Regions from separate parts of the Mus musculus genome. Here regions 1, 2, 3, 5 and 6 are each linked to region 4. A link is a contact called in public Hi-C, HiChIP or PLAC-seq and promoter capture Hi-C data. All regions are on one chromosome and are shown on one strand. Each heading gives the region's core, a stretch centred on a gene start, on an enhancer-like site or on the middle of the called end of the contact. The rest is flanking DNA. Distances are from core to core; before and after follow the strand shown. Region 1 holds the start of Eva1b (eva-1 homolog B (C. elegans)). Region 2 holds the start of Lsm10 (U7 snRNP-specific Sm-like protein LSM10). Region 3 holds the start of Ncdn (neurochondrin). Region 4 holds the start of Ago1 (argonaute RISC catalytic subunit 1). Region 5 overlaps AU040320 (expressed sequence AU040320). Region 6 holds the start of Mrps15 (mitochondrial ribosomal protein S15).

Region 1 (2,700 bases), core at 145-2,644, 320 kb after region 4:
TTCCGGCTCTAGGGTGCTGCTCCGGGGGTCCCGGCGCGGAGCAGGGGTCCGGGGTCGCGAGCGAGGCGCGCAGGAGATGCTGATGACCAGCAGGCATAGGGTCAGCAGCAGGCCGAAGCAGACGCCAAGCACGAAGTAGAGGCCGAAGCTCTCGGGGTTAGCTAGGGAGCAGGGAGCGGAGGTCACAGGGGGCCCTGACAGGCTGGAGTCGTCCCATCTGGGAGAGATCCAGGGTCTAGCTAGGCTTGGGGCAAGGAACGGAAGGGCTGCAAGGACAGGGTGAGCAGCTAGGAGTGGAGGGCTGCCTGGGTTATGATGGACGGGCTCCGTGCCCCCAGGCCTGGCCCTCACCTCTGATGTGCGCATAGGCTGCCAGGCTGTTGCTGAGTAGCTCCATGTCCCTTCTTGGGGCATCCATGCTGCTGGGATGCAGCTCGCCTGTCAGCCTGCGAGGTCACCCAGGTCAGGTCTTCCAGAGCCCAAGGCGCTCGCTCCTCGCGTAGCTCCTCCACCCTGGGGTGGTGGTGGGGCGAGGGAGCGGTTCGCCTCACTGGATCGCAGATCTGGACTCTGCTAGTCCTTGTTCCCCCGCAGACGCCTCTCCATCCCCGGGAGCGGCGGAGAGGGCGCACACGCTCCGCCCCCTCGTGGGGTCCCCAGGCGAGGCCCAGCGCACGGAAGGGCGAGGCGGTGCCTCGGGCTCCCCTTCCACCTCCCTCCTGCACCCCTCCACCCGCGGGGCCTCGGCCGGCCCGGCTCGCTCACCCGTCAGCGTCCCGCAGCCTCGCCCCGGCAGTGGCGTCTCCCCGGTGGCCGCATACACCCAGGCCGGGCCGCCCCGTCCGCCTTACCAGGTTCGCACGGCGGTGCGGCCGGACACCGCGACGGACCAGCCGGCGGAAAGTTTCCTCCGAGGAAAGAGGAGGGACGGGGCGGGGCGGGGAGGAGAGGCGGGGAGGAAGAGCGCCTGGAGGAAGGGGAGAGGGGGCGGCCCCTGCTCCCCTACAGGAAGCCGCTGGGGAGGGCGCTCACAGGGTCCGCCCCCGCCAGTACTAACAACAACATTAGTTACTAAACATCCCTAAGGCCTGGAGCCCCTGGCGGCAGGTTACCTCCCCTCCCGCTTCCCGTAGACATCCCTTCATTTAAGCCAGCCAACCCTGGAATGTGGCTACCATTAAATCTCCAATTTGCAAATGAAGTAAACTGAGTCAAAGATCTTGAAGACCTTTGCCACACGGTCAGGATTTGAACCCACAACGCTCTTACTCTAGCGCGCAGGCTCCAAACTACTTTCCTGTGCCTGGCTCCTCCTGGGATGAGGCGGGTCCAAACCCCTTCATCCTTCCAGACCTTCCTAGACCTAGTAGAGGCAGCCGGCACCCCCGCGTCCTTATTGGTTTTCCTCGGAGAAGGGATCTCTCAGCCCCTCCTCCCAGTGCCCTGGCTGAGTGTGTCCAGCTGCTGTGGTCACCCAAGGTTAATGATTGTCGGACTCGGCGGTGAGCCAGGTCCCAGCATATTGCAGACCCCAGCGGGGGCCTCGGCGCTAGGGAACAGCCTCGCTTGCTTTGCTAGCCGGACCTGCCCAGAGTCACACGTGTGCTTCCACCTGGGCTCAAGGCTGGGACCGAAGTGCGCTGGGGGGGATCTGCAGCTGGCCTCTTCTTTCTGCTTACTCTCCTGGCCAACCCCCTTCCCCTCCCTACGCTGGAGCTGGGGTGAGGGGGAGGCCTTCTTGGCGGGAATCTTGGGAAGGAGGAGGGAAAGAATGGCCAGAGGAAATTGCAGGCATAGCTGTAGGCGCTGCCTGAAGCCTGGAGGCCATTAACCCCTTCCCTGTTCAAGCTGCAGACCCCGACTCCTCCAAGCCCGCCTGGGTTCAAGTAGGGGTCAAGAGGAGATGGAGAAAGGACCAAGCTGGCTCAGACCTGGGTATTTTTGTGTTTAGTCTGCTTTGTAAGCATGCGTTGGCCCATGCGTACTTACCTATTTGCATATAATGCTGCCTCAGCATTTTAGTGTGGCATAAGTTCCAGGACAGCCAGGGCTATACAGAGAAACCCTGTCTCGAAAACCCAAAAAAAAAAAAAAAAAAAAAAAAAAAGGAATTGCAGAGGTCAGAGGTTACAAGCCCTCAGGAGGCAGGCATCTTCAAAGGGGCTGTGAGGTGTCATGAAGGTAGTGGAATGCATTAATGTGATGGAGAACATCTTGAGTAACTCTCACAGAGACGCCCCAGGTAAGAGCTCAGTCCTGAGGAGAGGGCAGCCATGCCAGGATCTCGGGGAGCCTGTCTAAGGCAGGATCAAAGGGTAGGATGGGAGCATGAGTGGAGTTTCTGGCATGCAGAGACGGAGCTAGCATGAGAGGTTCGAGGGGAAAGTAACTGATCGGAGACCACACAGGATTTGCAGATCACTCAGGAGCTTGGATTTCATTGGAAGTGAAGTGATAACCCCTGGAGGCTTAAGTTAGAGAGTGTCAGTCCCCACGCCACACATTGGAAAGACTCCTGAAGCTGCTCAAGATAGGCTTGGCCACAGCAGGGCAAGAGTGGAAGCAGAGGGCAGGGCGTGGTGGCGCACGCCTTTGAATCCCAGAACTTGGGAGGCAGAGGCAGGCGGATTTCTGAGTTGGAGGCCAGCCTGGTCTACAAAAAAATCTCAGAAAATTCACCATGTACCATGTAGACCCAAA
Region 2 (2,700 bases), core at 160-2,659, 370 kb after region 4:
TCCAACTCAACCTGATGTCCCCAGCGGTCGGTATAGGTGACATTGGCCAGGCGGATATTCATGAAAGCATCCACGTTGTCAATGCGTCCTCGGGCCACACTCTCATCCCGAAGGTCCACAGTGGTTATTTGGCCTTGGAGGCCCTGCAACAGGATGATCAGGCTGTTCTCAGAAATAGTTCGCTCCTTCACCGAGTGGCTCAGTGCCATTGTTCCACATTGGCTGGCTGCTCACTGTGGGCAGGAGCACACAGATAGAGTCACTCACCTTTACCAAGCCCTGAAACTCCACACTAGTGGTCCAGATGCCTCCCTGCACTGGATACACCCGGGGAAACCTTTGCCTGGCTTTCACGTCCCACACATCCCAGAGATCTAGATTCATTTGCCTGGAGAGGACAGGCCCAGATTGTTTTGTTGTTGTTGTTTTTAAAGACAGGGTCTTCCTATATCTTCCTGAGTAGCCTGGAACTTAAAATGTAAACAAGTGTGGCCTGGAACTCACAGAGATCCACCTGTCTCTTCCTCACAAGTGCTGGGGATTCAGGATGTGTGTTACCACATCCTGCAAGGTATCCTATTTTTACATTATTTTGAGACAGGGTTTCTCTATGTAGCCCTGGCTGTCCTGAACTCTCTATGTAGACCAGGCTGGCCTTAAACTCATCGAGATCCTCCTGCCTCTGCCTCTCCAGTGTTGGGATTAAAGGTGTGTGCCACTATGCTCAGTTTATACTTTTTTTTTAAACAAAAAGCCCCCCAGAATTTTAATGTGCCAGTCAGTTTGAGAACGACTACTGCAAATTGTAGTTTATGTATGTCCTTCTGCCAGGCGCTTGTTACTATGTAATCTAGCCAAGCATGATGGCGCACACTTATAATACCATCACTTTAAAGTCTGAAGCAGTAGGAGCACCTCAAATGCCAAACCGGCCTAAACTACATCGTGAGCTCCAAGTCAACCTGGATAGTGGAATGTTTCAAGACAAAACAAGCCAAACCTAGCCAAGATGCATGCATTTAAACCCAGCACTCAGGAGGCCGAGGCAGGTGGATCTCCGAGTTACAGACCAGTCTGGCATACAGAACTACACTCTGTCTTAAAACAAAATCCAAAAGGATAGTCTTTGAGACCTTCAGGCAGGCCCAGACTCTGCTGCTTCCAGGACCGGAGGCCTGGGATTTGCCACTAGCGGTCAAGCTCATTAGTCCCACCCGGGAAAGCCGGGTGCCGAGTGCGCCCCTCTCCTCACCGCGCGTAAGGGGTTTGGGAAGAAAAGTCCGCAGCCAGTGCGCCAGGGGAAGAGGACGGGTCCCAGCGCGCCCTAGTCCCCACTCTCGACTGCCCTACCCACCGCGTGATGCCTTCCGCCTTCCGCGCGCTACGCCTCCAAAACCCGCCCGTGTCTAGGGGCACCACCCACCGAGGCTCAGAGAAGCCATGGCAACCGCGGAAGACCCAGAGCATCAGAGCATGCGCCTCGCAGGATGCGGACTACAAGTCCCAGGAGGCCGCGCGCCACACGCCCAATTCTCTTCTCTGTCTAGTTTCCCACCTTTGTAGGCTCCGGCTTGGAGCTGTGTCTCCCTAATGTCCTGCTGAGCTCATGGCGTTAAGTGGGAGAGAGCTTCTGTTAAATAAATAAATAAATAAATAAAGAAAGAAAGAAAGAAAGAAAGAAAGAAAGAAAGAAAGAAAGAAAGAAAGAAAGAAAGAAAGAAAGAAAGAAAGAAAAACACAACGTCCTTCATCTGATTAAAATTACGGAAATGTGGCCCAAACGTGGTGGCAAACTCCTTAATTCCTTCATCTGATTAAAATTACGGAAATGAGGGGCTGGTTAGATGGCTCAGTGGGTAAGAGCACCCGACTGCTCTTCGGAAGGTCCAGAGTTCAAATCCCAGCAACCACATGGTGGCTCACAACCATCTGTAACGAGATCTGACGCCCTCTTCTGGTGTGTCTGAAGACAGCTACAGTGTACTTACATGTAATAAATAAATAAATCTTTAAAAAAAAAAAAAAATTACGGAAATGTGGCCCAAACGTGGTGGCAAACTCCTTAATTCCAGCAACTCCAGAGACAGAGGCAGGTGGATCTCAGTTGGAGGACAGCCTGGTCTATGGAGAGAGTTCAAGGACAGCAAGGCCTACATAGCTACCTTGTCTCAAAGAGGAAAACACAGGGCTATGGAGAGAAGATTTAACTGCTAAACTTTAGCAATTAAGTCCGCATACTATTGCAGAAGACCTACATTTGGTTCCCAGCTCACAACTGCTTGTAACTAATTAACAATTAAAAATAAAATTGAGCAGGGCATGGTGGCCCACGCCTTTAATCCCAGCACTCGGGAGGCAGAGGCAGGCGGATTTCTGAGTTTGAGGCCAGCCTGTTCTACACAGTGAGTTCCAGGACAGCCAGGGCTACACAGAGAAACTCTGCCTCAAAAAAACAAAAATAAATAAATAAATAAATAAATAAATAAAATCGAGCCGGGCAGTGGTGGCACATGCCTTTAACCCCAGCACGTGGGAGGCAGTGACAGGCAGATTTCTGAGTTCAAGGCCAGCCTGGTCTACAGAGTGAGTTCCAGGACAGTCAGGACTACACAGAGAAACCCTGTCTCGAAAAACCAAAACCAAAAGAAACAAACAAACAAACAAAAAAAATCAAGCAGTGCATGGTGGCCCACGCCTTTA
Region 3 (2,700 bases), core at 42-2,541, 280 kb before region 4:
TATTTGCAAACACTGTTTTCCAAATAGCTGGAAAAATGAACAGATTGTTCTAGGAGGTCGTCTTTCCAATTTGTTCCTAGTTTCCAGTCTGTTAATCACAAGATAGCACAAGGAGAGTCAGCTAAGGAGCTTTAACAGCTTCTATTGTCAGTTGGGCACAACCACCGTGAGATGAGACCAGGCAAAGCATTCCTGGAACCCCGCCTGAGGTCTTCTACTTTGACTTCCTTCAGTTCGCTTTTTGTGCTCACTGCAGCCACCGCAGGACCCTCTAAGGGGCATAATTGTCAAAATTCTCAAGGAGGAAGGTTTTCGCCAACGAGCCCAGCCCCGCCCCCTTTATTCTGTATCAACTTTTTTTTTTCCCTTTTCTTTTCTTTTAATCTCGATGGGAAGATCATCAAACACCAGAGACAGCAACTCGGGACGAGGCTGCAGAGGTCGAGAGTATCATAAGGACCGCAGTGCCTCAGCCTGGTCTGCCCATATGTCAGGGAATAGAGGGAGCTGCCTGACCAGGCCTGAGTCCCAAAGCGGAGGGGTTCAGATTGGGACTCTGGCACCTGCAAGGCTAGAAGCAGCAGATTTGTCCTGTCCCAGCCAGGAGCGCCATCTCCGGGTCCCAACGCCGGACCAGCGTACCCGAGGCATCGCCCGTCCCGCCTCTGCCCCTCCCCTGAGCTCCTGGTCCTCGGCCTGGCAGTCAGCCGCCCCGGCCACCTACCGGGGCTCAGGGCCACATAGAGGGGTGCCGGCTCTCGGCGGCCTCCGCCTCCTCCCGATCCATGGGCTCGGGGACCCCCAACCTTCTCTCCCCTCACGCAGAGGAGGAAGAAGGAAGTGCTGGCTCCCCACCCGGACAGCTCCCTCTTGCCTCAGCCTCCCTGGACAGCGACCGCGGCCGGAAACGCCGCCTCCTTCCCACCTCCCGGGGCTCAACCCGGAAACATACTCTTCACGCTGAGCCAGTCCTCCTGCCCCCACCCTCCGGAAGCGCAATTCCAGCCGCGAGCCCAAAAGTGGGAGGAGGGGCGGCGCTGAGGGGAGAGCTACGCACAAGCGAGGACGTCCGGGCCCTCAGCCTTTGGCCGCGAGCCCTTGCGGGGCGGCCCGCACCTTTCCTCCTTAGCTCGAGCACTCAGGCCCCAGACTCGGGCAATTGCCCACAAGCAAGATGGCCGCACCGGAGGCGCCCCCCTACTGCTTAGCGCCCTGCTGTGCCATTGGTCAGAGTGCGGAGTGAGCCCAGCGCCGATTGGTCGAGAGCGATGCGGGGGTGGGGGTGGAGCTGTAGCAGCCTGGAGCCAAGAGTGGGCAACGCGGCGTGAGCAGCAGCCCCAGGCTCCCGGAGCATCGCGCCCGGAGAAAGACTTCGCCGCTCGGGGCCGCAGCCTGGTGAGCTCAGCCCCCTTCAAGCCCTCCCCTGCATCTCAGCCGGAGCCTCTCCGAACCGGCGCTGATCGATGCCGAGACTCCCCAGGGACCCTATCGCGACTCCATCGTGCCATATCTCGACATCACCGTACCCTGTCGAGACTCCATTTTGTCACAACCCCTTTCAGTATTTATCTATCTACCTATATATTTTTTTAAATTTGCCCTATCATATTTGGGGGCTGTCCCCTTCATGTCGTGATTTCGCTGTGATCTCTCCGTGACATCACCGCGCCATCGTGAAGTGTGATCTCATCGCTGCCCTGTCGTTCGACTTCATCAATGTCGTGTTGTGACCTGGCTGCGGCGGGACAGGTGGTGACCGCCAGGATCCCTTCTCCCCTTCTCATCTCTCCATCACTGCAGCCCCGCTTCGATTATCCGGCTTTTGGATTCTGTTATCCTGAGAGCCACCCGACCCCTCTTTCCTTCTCCAGCCAGTGCCGGCACCCACAGGCTGTTAGCGGGACGGACAGGGAGAGTACAGGGAGCACAAGGGGTTAATGTTGCTGCTGCTGCAGCAGCAGCTGCAGCTCCTGCTCTTGCAGCCTCTGCAGCCTCTGCAGCCTCTGCCCGAGGGAGGGAAAGAAGAGAAGGCAAGGAGGCTGCGGGGGCGATTAAGAGCCCTGGCTGGAGGGGTGGGTCCACAGGGGAGTCTTCAAAGCCTTCTCTGGAGAGCTTGCCTTCTCACTCCTGCTGAAGCCAGTCTACTTTCTCTGAAGAAGGGAGGGGAAAGGAACCCTAGAATGTCCTTTTCTTCCTTGTCGGCGTGAGTCCGGATAATCGAACTTGACCCGTGTCTGTCTGCATTCCTCCCTGTCTGTCCTCACCGCTCACTCCTCGTGTGCCTCCTGGAGAGAGATAAAACCCGGTGTCTGGTGCCAGGGGCTGCTGAGCAGTTGGGCCAGCTCCTTCCCACTTCTAGACTGGTGAGGAAAGCTGTCCAGCTGAGCAGCGGCATGCATGGTCCTCATATCCCACTTTTCTGGAGGTGACCTTGGACCAGGGTCCCTTCTTCATCCTAAAGAATTTGTAGGTCCAGCCTCTTAAAGGGGCTCCCCCAAGGGAGGTCAGTCATGAGGAAGCCACCCTTCCAAATCCACCCCCCCTCCCTCTGTGCTAATCCCTCCCTACATCCTCCACTTCCACCCCCGCCCCCGCCCCTCCTCTGCAGAGGGATGCTCAGTCCCTCTTGTGTTCACAGTTGGGCAAGGCGGGCATCATGGCCTCGGATTGTGAGCCAGCTCTGAACCAGGCAGAGAGCCG
Region 4 (2,700 bases), core at 88-2,587:
GTGTGTGTGTGTGTGTGTAAGTTACGTTTGAGCTGGGTCTCTCTGTAATTACCCCATCAGTGCAGCAGACCAAATGAGAAGGTTATGTGAGACGATCAAGGAATTAGCTGTGGTGCTTCTGGCAAGGTAAGAAAAGGGTACCCACACTAGAGACTATGAGAATGACAGGGAATGCTTTGAGAGCACTTCATAAGGTAAGCATGTCAAGACACAGTTGAATATAGCAAATAGACAAGGGAGACAGGAGCTGATATTTTTGGCATGGAGATGCAGTTCACTGAGACAGGACAAATATATGTATTTTGTAGGGGAAAAAGAAAGGGTTAGGTTTGGACTTAAGTTTGAATTGTTAGATCCAGCTGGAGCTGTCCAGCAGACAGTAGGAAATATGAAGCTGCAACATGGTAACGTATAGATATTTGGGCATTAAAAGTGGATGAAGCTGTGAAGAGGCAAGGGGAGAGTAGAATATAAAATTCAGGTCACTACAGTGAACAAAACAAGAGGAGCCACTGAAGAAAGCTCTTCAGGACAGACATTAGGAGACTTAAGAAAATGTGAAAGCCAAGGAAAGTCTTTTTTTTTTTTAATTTTTAAGAAGAGATATAGTTTCAGATGCTGCAGGGAAATAATAGGAAATTAGCCTTTGGGGTTTGACACAAAACGTCATTAAGAGATTTGGTAGGAGCAAACGTTCTGCAGACGAAAAAGTGGAGGCAGGTGCTTCCTGCAGATAGAGAGCTCTGTCAGTGTCAAAACTGTTACACCGGCCAGAATAGGCAAGGTTTCTAACACATTTGTGGTCTCAGCGCCAGGCACGCAGCCTGGAAGGGTGGGTGGCATTAATGAGATCAGCGACTAGGGACACAGAAAGACTGACTTAGCAGAGGCAGTCAAGACTTAAGGGTGAGGGTGATTGGGAGAGGTGGGAGGCAGGGCCTTTGAGTGATTGGGTGTTGGAGGGGGAGAGGGTCGGGGAATGGGTGGGAGCCAGGCTCTGTGTTGATAGCGGGGCTGTGGATAGGTTTCCAGAGATCTGTTTAGGGAAAAGACAGGGCCCCAGGCTGCAGCCGGGGAAGGGGTGTCGCCCAGCCCCTCCCCTCTTACGCCACTGCGCGGCTCCGCCACTGGAGCCCTCCCGCCAGGCTGCACGGCTACGAGTGGCCGCCAGAGGCCGCTGCACGGTCCCCGCGCCCCCGCCCCTCTCCATTGGCCTTTGTTGCCGTCGAGCGCCCCGCTTGACTCGTTCCCGTCCGCCCCATGGGCCCATCGGTCGCGCCTGCGCACTGGCAGCTACTCGGGCGCTAGCAGGGGGAGCTGCTGCAGGCTCCGCGGCGGCGGCAACGGAGGCTGCGGGGGCGACAGCGCGAGCGGCCGGGCTTCGGGGGGGAGCCGAGCCCGGCCCGGGAGCCCGAGCAGTGCAAGTGCGAGGTACCTAGGCCCCTCACGCTGGACTCCTCAGTCTCCCGGCCGCCTGTCCTCCGCACGGGTATATGGGATGGAAGCGGGACCCTCGGGAGCAGGTAAGGGCCCTCGGGGACTGGGAGCAGTGTGTATTCCAAAGCCCTATAGGCTCTCGCGGCATAGAGCATGGTTGCAGAGTGAGGAGAGGGGCTCTCAGGGGATGGGGGGCCCATTTTGAAGGGGGTTGTATGCAGTTCCGGCTGAGAACCATGTGAAGATCTGAGACCCGGGCTGTTTGTCCTAGGAAGCAGTATACTGTCCCGAGGGTGAGAAGTAACCTGGGAGAAGGGCCTGAATGCACGGTGTCCTTCCGTGAGGTCTGGGGAGGCCTATGGGGAGGCCCGGCAGGTGGCAGGGGGGCGGGCTCCAGGTGTCCTGGAGAGGAGGGGGGCGACACAGATGGGCCTGGAACTACCGCCTGTCGGGGGGCGGGGGCTCGGCCGTGCTGGGCTGGGCTAAGCTAATGTCTCTGGGGAGTAGGCGCCGGGGCTGGCCTCTGAGCTCCGCCCAGCTGGGCCTGAAGCGGGGGTGAGGGTCAGGGGGCGGTGGGTGGGGATTTAGACCAGGGATTTCCCCCCTTAGATTGGGGACTTGAGTGGTGGCGCGGGAGCATGCGCGGAGGTACCAGCCTGAAGGGCTGCCCTATGTGGTGGGGGCGTGGCTGTTGGAGTATCCCTCCTGTGCCCCTGGGTTTAGGAGGAGTGTGCAGTCTCGCAGATTCTGTTTGCGTAGTACAAATGGGAATTGCCTTCTGTCTTGGGGGAAGGGTGGGGGGCGGTCTCTGACACTTGGTCCTTAAACCCCGGAGTAGCAGTTTGTCAAAGAAAGGGTCGAGGTCAACTGCCAGAGTGCATTTTCTGCTGCATGAGGATGGACGGGGACCAAAGCCTTGCTTTATGAGCTACTTCTCTCAGAAGATAGGCCTTAGGAAAGTGTTGGTCACTGAGAAACTAGGCCCACATGTTTTTCAAGTTTCTAGACCACTCCTGAGAAGAGATGGGAGCTTTTAATCTGAAGATAGTGCCCTCCTTTTCCATGAATTGACTCTATATCACAATATAATCTCTCTATATACCTGTGCCTCCTGTTTCCTAGTGGATCTTTTCCCACGTCAGGAGCATGTCATTAGACTCAAAGCTGCCAAGCTTGTCTGCCTGATAGAAACAAGTTGTTAGGCAGACACACTGGTGGCGCACGCCTTTAATCCCAGCGCTGGGGAGGCAGAGGCAGGCAGAT
Region 5 (2,700 bases), core at 162-2,661, 370 kb before region 4:
AACAGCTACAAGAAAAACACATCAGCTAAGGGAGACCCAGCTCTCCAGGGCAGCTGAGGAAAAGGATGTCTACTGCCTAACACGGACTTCCTAAGTAGATATTAAAACCCTTCCCCACCCACCTCCAATGCTGTAATAAGATCTCACTCTCTCTCTCTCTCTCTCTCTGTGTGTGTGTGTGTTTGTGTGTGTGTGTGTGTGTGTGTGCGTGTGCGTGTGTGCGTGTGTGTGTACACATATGTGTTAGGGGTAAACCCAGCCTGTCTTTGTGGCTGCTGTTTTGGAACTGGAGAATGTTTTCAGCTTCCCTAGAATCCCTTCAGTTCATGCAGAACTCTGGATACAAGTTAAATTCCATTTTCTATGGTTCATAAAAGCTGAAAGAAATTGTACAATCAGGAATAGCTCAAATAGGTAATTACAACTTAAAAAGAGTAATTTTTGGCTGCAGTCTTTGATCTTTGGCTAACTTAACTGAAAACCAAAGTCTCTGAAGAGCAGTAACACAGGCATGCTTTGCTTTTTGCTTTGCTTTGCTTTGCTTTGCTTTGCTTTGCTTTGCTTTGCTTTGCTCTGCTCTGCTCTGCTCTGCTCTGCTCTGCTCTGCTTTGCTTTGCTTTGCTGATGAAGGTTCAGTTCCTCTCAGGAGCTGCCTGCCCACTCCTCAGTTAGCCTTACTAGTCAATTTTGAACAATGGTATCTTTCTGCTCCATTACCTTCCAACCTGCCTCTCAAGTGTAACGAAACTATGCATTTAGCAGATGGGTGGTGCCTGCAAAAGCCCAAGCTCACACAGTGGGGCTAACTGATGATATACATTCTCTCTTTTAAAAAAAATCAGAAAATCTTTCTTAAGAGTTGAACCTTAGGGGCTAGAGAAATGGCTCAGCGGTTAAGAGCATTGAGCCCTCTTCCAGAGGTCCTGAGTTCAGTTCCCAGCAACCGCATCTGTAATGGGATCTGATGAACTCTTTTGGTTGGTCTGAAGACAGTTACAGTGCACTCACATACATAAGATAAATAAATCTTTAAAAAAAAGAGTCAGCTGGGCGTGGTGGCGCACGCCTTTAATCCCAGCACTTGGGAGGCAGAGGCAGGCGGATTTCTGAGTTTGAGGCCAGTCTGGTCTACAGAGTGAGTTCCAGGACAGCTACAGCTACACAGAGAAACCCTGTCTCGAAAAAAAAAAAAAAAAAAAAAGAGTAGAACCTTGGGATTGTAAACCTTTCTTTCTCACTCTCCGGGAGAGACTAGTAAGAATGAGTCAACTCTCAAAAGCAAATAAACCCTGCTGCTCCATGGCTGGAAACTCTGCCCAGATGGCATCGACACTCACCGACTCTGCTCCCAAAGGTAAGAGACGACTCTCTGGTCATCTGTGCTCTTGCTGCCGTCCAGGGTTGTGCTGTCCACGGGCAGGGTCAGCTCTTTGTCTGGGCCTGCATCTGCCTGAGGAGGCTTGTTGTTCTCTAGGACAAAGATGCAGCCATCAAAAGCAGCACTCCAGGTGGCAGAGGAGAGGATCCATTGGGGCATCTGCTCTGGTAGCCATGGGAACTCTGCCTCTTAGCCCAGAGCATTACAAGATATGTGGGAGAGATGGATGCCATCAGGGGACTCACAGTAAAAAATGAAACTGAATCATGTCAAACAATTTTGAAGTTTTTACAGCTCACTACCTCTGAAATCTAATGCAGTGGGCTAAGAAGAGGTAGACACAGTTTTCTAGGCATTGAGGGCTTTGCAACAACCCTTTAAAACCAAGTAGCATTTGGTATGATGGTGACGCCATCTCCCAGGCCCTCACCATCACACAGTAACTTGCAAGGCAAGGACACACACTAAAGCTCAGAAGTCTTGTAAGGCAAAGGGTGAGAGCCGGGTGGGGTGACTCTCAGGCTCTGAGGGGCGACTGCCTGCCTTCCACTTCTCTGGCCTGCAGCCCAGAACTCCAGCCTGTGGCCCCAGGGCTGGCAGGATCCTGGGGAGGAGCTTACCAGGCTGCACAATCACAGTCACTTGGGCGGTGGCCTGTTGTCCTGCGGTGTCAGTCACTGTGAGCTGGTAGGTATAGTCTCCTTCTTGCATTGCGGACAGCTGCAGGGCTGGCGTTCTAACTCCCTACATGCAGAAATTCAGGCATGGGAAACGACTCCCAGGATCACAGCAATGCACACAGTACTCACTCGGGAAGAAATACTTCAGCCAGGTCTTTAAAACTAACTTGGTACTGGGGGTGTGTCCCTGGTCAGCACAACGAATGACCATTAACAGAACAGCGTGAGACATTGTACTATTAAGAATTTCTATAGATTCTGTGGCAGCAGAGAAACCTATCAAAACACATGAACTAAAGCCAGGTAAAACATGCTTTGTGTCATGCCTCTAGACACCTGAAGGTACAGAGCCCTTCCGGCCTGTCAGAAGGAACATTATAAATAACTGGAGGAAAGCCTGCAACACAGGAGCTTTCTAACAGCAAAACCTGGTGGCCTAGGGCTGAGTTCTGCTTGAAGGCATTTTGCTTGGCCTGTCGTGCTGAATGGTGGGAAATTCCACCCCAAAATCTCATTTCTGTCTGCTCTTAGCAAGACTGTCAACTAACACTAAGACCATCTCTCTGTGTGATAGCAGCAGGACCCAGGAAGCAACAGGTCCCTACTCGCCATAGCCGCCCAGGTTACTCTACTTGTTTAAGT
Region 6 (2,700 bases), core at 72-2,571, 420 kb after region 4:
GGGTGAGAGGAAGTGCTGCTAGCTTTAAGGGAATGTCAATAGCCAGTTCGCATCACTAAAAGCTCGGCTTCTGTGTGTGCATTCCTACTATGTCACTGGAAGTGAGGTTGAAGCCTGTAGTCCAACCCAGTCCAGCGCAACCAAGATAATCTATCCTCTCAAGCCAGACTCTGTCCTGCCACTATGCAAAGGACACTAGAAGCAATAAAGACTATGATATCACAGTTTATTGTGCACGGGGTTAAGGGTGCTTTTCATACCGCTGCCATGATTGAATCCTATTAACTGTGTTCCAATGGATCCTTTGACACTCATTTCAGCGCTGGTTCACAAAAAAAGCAAACTTGCCTCAAATAGTATGTGTTTGTTAGAGGGCCCTAAGGCATGCTAACTTAGGATGGGAAACTTCATCCTTCCTCTCAGAATAGCAGATAAAAAGTGTTACATTCCTAGAATTGTAACTCTTGCTAGTGTTGCCAGCCACACACTCATTGGGTCCAGCCAAGCTGGACTGGGTTGGACCTCGGGCTTCGACCTCACTCTCATCTGACACAGTAGGGATGCACACAACGAGGCGGAGCTTTTGGTGATCTGTATTGTCAAATGAGTGAGTGCTTTCACGCGAAAGCTCTTACTTCTACCTTCTCGTGCACCCCTAAACAATGAATGTGGGGGGGTCTTGGCCTGTCCCTTTGCGCGCCACCTCTGTTCCCTTGTCCACCCCAAGCCTTCCAGGCGGCCTCAAGTCTCAACAACCCAAGTCCTCGTACCTGGTTTCTGGACGGCGGCGTATGCTCGCGCGGCGCGCAGTAGACCTACGCAGAATAGAAAGGGCTGAGACTCTGCCATACACAGCCCCTCATGTCCCTTCTCCCACGAACTGTAGGCACCTGCACCTAACTACCGCCTCACTTCCCTATCTCCCTCCTCATCACCCCTTCCCTAGCCATCACCCTCTTTCTCATCCTGTCACTGCCTTTCTCGGGTCTCCGGGTGCCTGGTCTCCTCCATCTTCGCCCAGTCCCTTGGGACCCAGCTCGGCGGCTCACTCGGAGGCTGCAGGCCACAGCGCGCAGAGAGCAGACTGGCGCTACTTCCGCCCCTCAGCGCAGGGACTGGGGCCCGTGTCACCGCCTGGGCACGAACAGAGCTCAGCGCACGCCACGCGGCCCGCAGCATGTTGACTCCCGACTCGACGGGGGGCCCGCACCGCCACTGCCCGCTCCGCGGTGGATCCAGGTTACATGGGCGCAGCCATGACGGTTCGGGCTCGACCAATCGAGGTGAGAGCGCGACAAGAGCTGCCGAGGGCTGAGCGAATGGATCGGTTCCGGATTGTCAGGGAGCTGGGGCGGAGCCCAGGAATTTGGCCTGGTGGGCGGGCCTGTTTCTACGCTTACAGGCCCGGAGCACTGTGTGAACGCTATAATGTCACCTATTGACCTTGCATCCGGCCTAATCACTTTCTAAATTCCTTATGTTCCTGACCTGGTCCTCAGTTCTCAACCTGTTGGTCAAGACACATGGGGGGTGAAGGTTGTTGAGCGACCTATTCATAGGGGTCACACATCAGATATCTTGCATATCAGATATTTATATCACAATTCATAATAGTAGCAAAATTGCAGTTATGAACTAGCAACGGAAATAATTTTATTAGAGGTCTTCACAACATGAAGAACTGTATTAAAGTATCTCTGCATTAGGAAGGTTGAGAACCATTGCCTGGGGCTGGAGAAATGGCTCAGCGGTTAAGAGCACTGACTGCTCTTCCTAAGGTCCTGAGTTCAAATCCCAGCAACCACATGGTGGCTCATAACCACCTGTAATGGGATCTGATGCCCTGTTCTGGAGTGTCTGAAGACAGCTACAGTGTACTTACATATAACAATAAATAAATCTAAAAAAAAAAAAAGACTCACAACCATCTGTTCAGCTACAGTGTACTCATATACATAAAATAAAATAAATCTTTAATTAAAAAAAAAAAAGAGAACCATTGTCTTAGGTCCTAGTTATTTTAGGGCTTCTGTGGGACTCTCCTTACCTTCTCCAGAGGCTAATATTCTTTCTTGGCCCTCCTCCAGACACCGGGGCCCTGTAAGAACCCTCAGGTTCTAGCCTTCTTTCGTTGGCTTGTATCTCAGTGACTAAGGATAGAGTTTTTGGTAGGGTACTGAGCCATTACTATGAGACCCTGTGGGCAAAGTCTACCTTTATGGGCTGCAGTGTTCTCAAAACATCAAATGAGATTGGTAGCAATGTCTTTTACATTGTTCAGCCTATAGACCGAAGCAGCTGTATACAAAACACATGTTTAAATAGTCAGTATTCGGTACTCAGCTGTGGTAAAACTGAAATGAGGGATGCAAGGGCAAATATAAAGGAAAAGTAGTGGGGAGGGTAAAGAGAGGGGCAAGGAAAGAACACACCATCCCAAGCCTGAGATCAGGGCCGGGGAAAGTAGACCCAAGACAGGCAAGGCTTTTGTGGAAAGGTCTCCATTAGCACAGGGAATAATCCTGACAAATGTGGTTACATGAAACTCAAATGACATTAGGCAACTGAAGATGTGGTTTGGTTAGCAGAGTCCCTGCCTAGAATGCACAGTCCTGGGTTGGATTCCCAGTGGTACGTAAAAACTGGGTGTAGTGGCATATGCCTGTGACCCCAGGACTTTGGAATGGAAGGCAAGAGGAT

What was found. A called contact is a pair of places that touch in the nucleus more often than the background predicts. HiChIP or PLAC-seq counts read pairs in DNA pulled down with a chosen protein or histone mark. Capture Hi-C pulls out chosen DNA fragments and counts their contacts.
Region 1: a contact with region 4 is called in a promoter capture Hi-C map of liver. The contact joins the promoter of Eva1b here to the promoter of Ago1 in region 4. A contact is called at or near these places in 1 of 39 promoter capture datasets (liver), 1 of 484 Hi-C or Micro-C datasets (embryonic stem cells), 2 of 115 datasets of contacts at active chromatin or transcription factors (epiblast stem cells and extraembryonic endoderm stem cells) and 2 of 9 other capture datasets (adipose tissue and liver).
Region 2: a promoter capture Hi-C map of adipose tissue shows a contact between it and region 4. The contact joins the promoter of Lsm10 here to the promoter of Ago1 in region 4. A contact is called at or near these places in 5 of 484 Hi-C or Micro-C datasets (CD8 T cells, cortical neurons, double positive thymocytes and 1 more), 1 of 115 datasets of contacts at active chromatin or transcription factors (extraembryonic endoderm stem cells) and 2 of 9 other capture datasets (adipose tissue and liver).
Region 3: a Hi-C map of regulatory T cells shows a contact between it and region 4, with 5 times the contacts expected there. The contact joins the promoter of Ncdn here to the promoter of Ago1 in region 4. A contact is called at or near these places in 6 of 39 promoter capture datasets (erythroid cells, hippocampal neurons, liver and 2 more), 11 of 484 Hi-C or Micro-C datasets (CD4 T cells, CD8 T cells, cardiomyocytes and 6 more), 7 of 115 datasets of contacts at active chromatin or transcription factors (the SCID.adh cell line, bone marrow-derived macrophages, embryonic stem cells and 3 more) and 2 of 9 other capture datasets (adipose tissue and liver).
Region 5: a contact with region 4 is called in an HNF4G HiChIP or PLAC-seq map of pancreatic cancer cells. The contact joins the enhancer-like site here to the promoter of Ago1 in region 4. A contact is called at or near these places in 1 of 39 promoter capture datasets (liver) and 5 of 115 datasets of contacts at active chromatin or transcription factors (astrocytes, cardiomyocytes, embryonic stem cells and 2 more).
Region 6: a Hi-C map of CD8 T cells shows a contact between it and region 4, with 3 times the contacts expected there. The contact joins the promoter of Mrps15 here to the promoter of Ago1 in region 4. A contact is called at or near these places in 1 of 39 promoter capture datasets (liver), 5 of 484 Hi-C or Micro-C datasets (CD4 T cells, CD8 T cells, double positive thymocytes and 2 more), 1 of 115 datasets of contacts at active chromatin or transcription factors (bone marrow-derived macrophages) and 2 of 9 other capture datasets (adipose tissue and pancreatic islet).

Annotation. Positions count from the first base shown.
Region 1 is chr4:126,146,697-126,149,396 of GRCm38.p6, reverse strand. Eva1b (eva-1 homolog B (C. elegans)) reads right to left here and starts at 1,394. Exons shown (of 3, transcript NM_172145.3): 1 at 766-1,394; 2 at 352-446; 3 at 1-161. The coding sequence starts at 418.
Region 2 is chr4:126,095,362-126,098,061 of GRCm38.p6, reverse strand. It overlaps Lsm10 (U7 snRNP-specific Sm-like protein LSM10), which reads right to left and starts at 1,409. Exons shown (of 2, transcript NM_138721.2): 1 at 1,253-1,409; 2 at 1-233. The coding sequence starts at 209.
Region 3 is chr4:126,752,020-126,754,719 of GRCm38.p6, reverse strand. Ncdn (neurochondrin) reads left to right here and starts at 1,291. Exons shown (of 7, transcript NM_011986.4): 1 at 1,291-1,749; 2 at 2,639-2,700. The coding sequence starts at 1,717. It overlaps AU040320 (expressed sequence AU040320), which reads right to left and starts at 950. Exons shown (of 21, transcript NM_133886.2): 1 at 725-950.
Region 4 is chr4:126,467,220-126,469,919 of GRCm38.p6, reverse strand. It overlaps Ago1 (argonaute RISC catalytic subunit 1), which reads left to right and starts at 1,337. Exons shown (of 19, transcript NM_153403.3): 1 at 1,337-1,523. The coding sequence starts at 1,499.
Region 5 is chr4:126,836,057-126,838,756 of GRCm38.p6, reverse strand. AU040320 (expressed sequence AU040320) reads right to left here. Exons shown (of 21, transcript NM_133886.2): 11 at 1,999-2,122; 12 at 1,338-1,470. Among named protein-coding and RNA genes, the nearest start is that of Gm24161, 19 kb to the right of the region's middle. Within about 2 kb of position 1,411, at least 24 of the 459 cell types and tissues checked have an H3K27ac peak or open chromatin away from gene starts, as enhancers often do. A contact at or near this core is called in pancreatic cancer cells, where this site is marked.
Region 6 is chr4:126,045,549-126,048,248 of GRCm38.p6, reverse strand. It overlaps Mrps15 (mitochondrial ribosomal protein S15), which reads right to left and starts at 1,321. Exons shown (of 8, transcript NM_025544.2): 1 at 1,050-1,321; 2 at 771-815. The coding sequence starts at 1,179.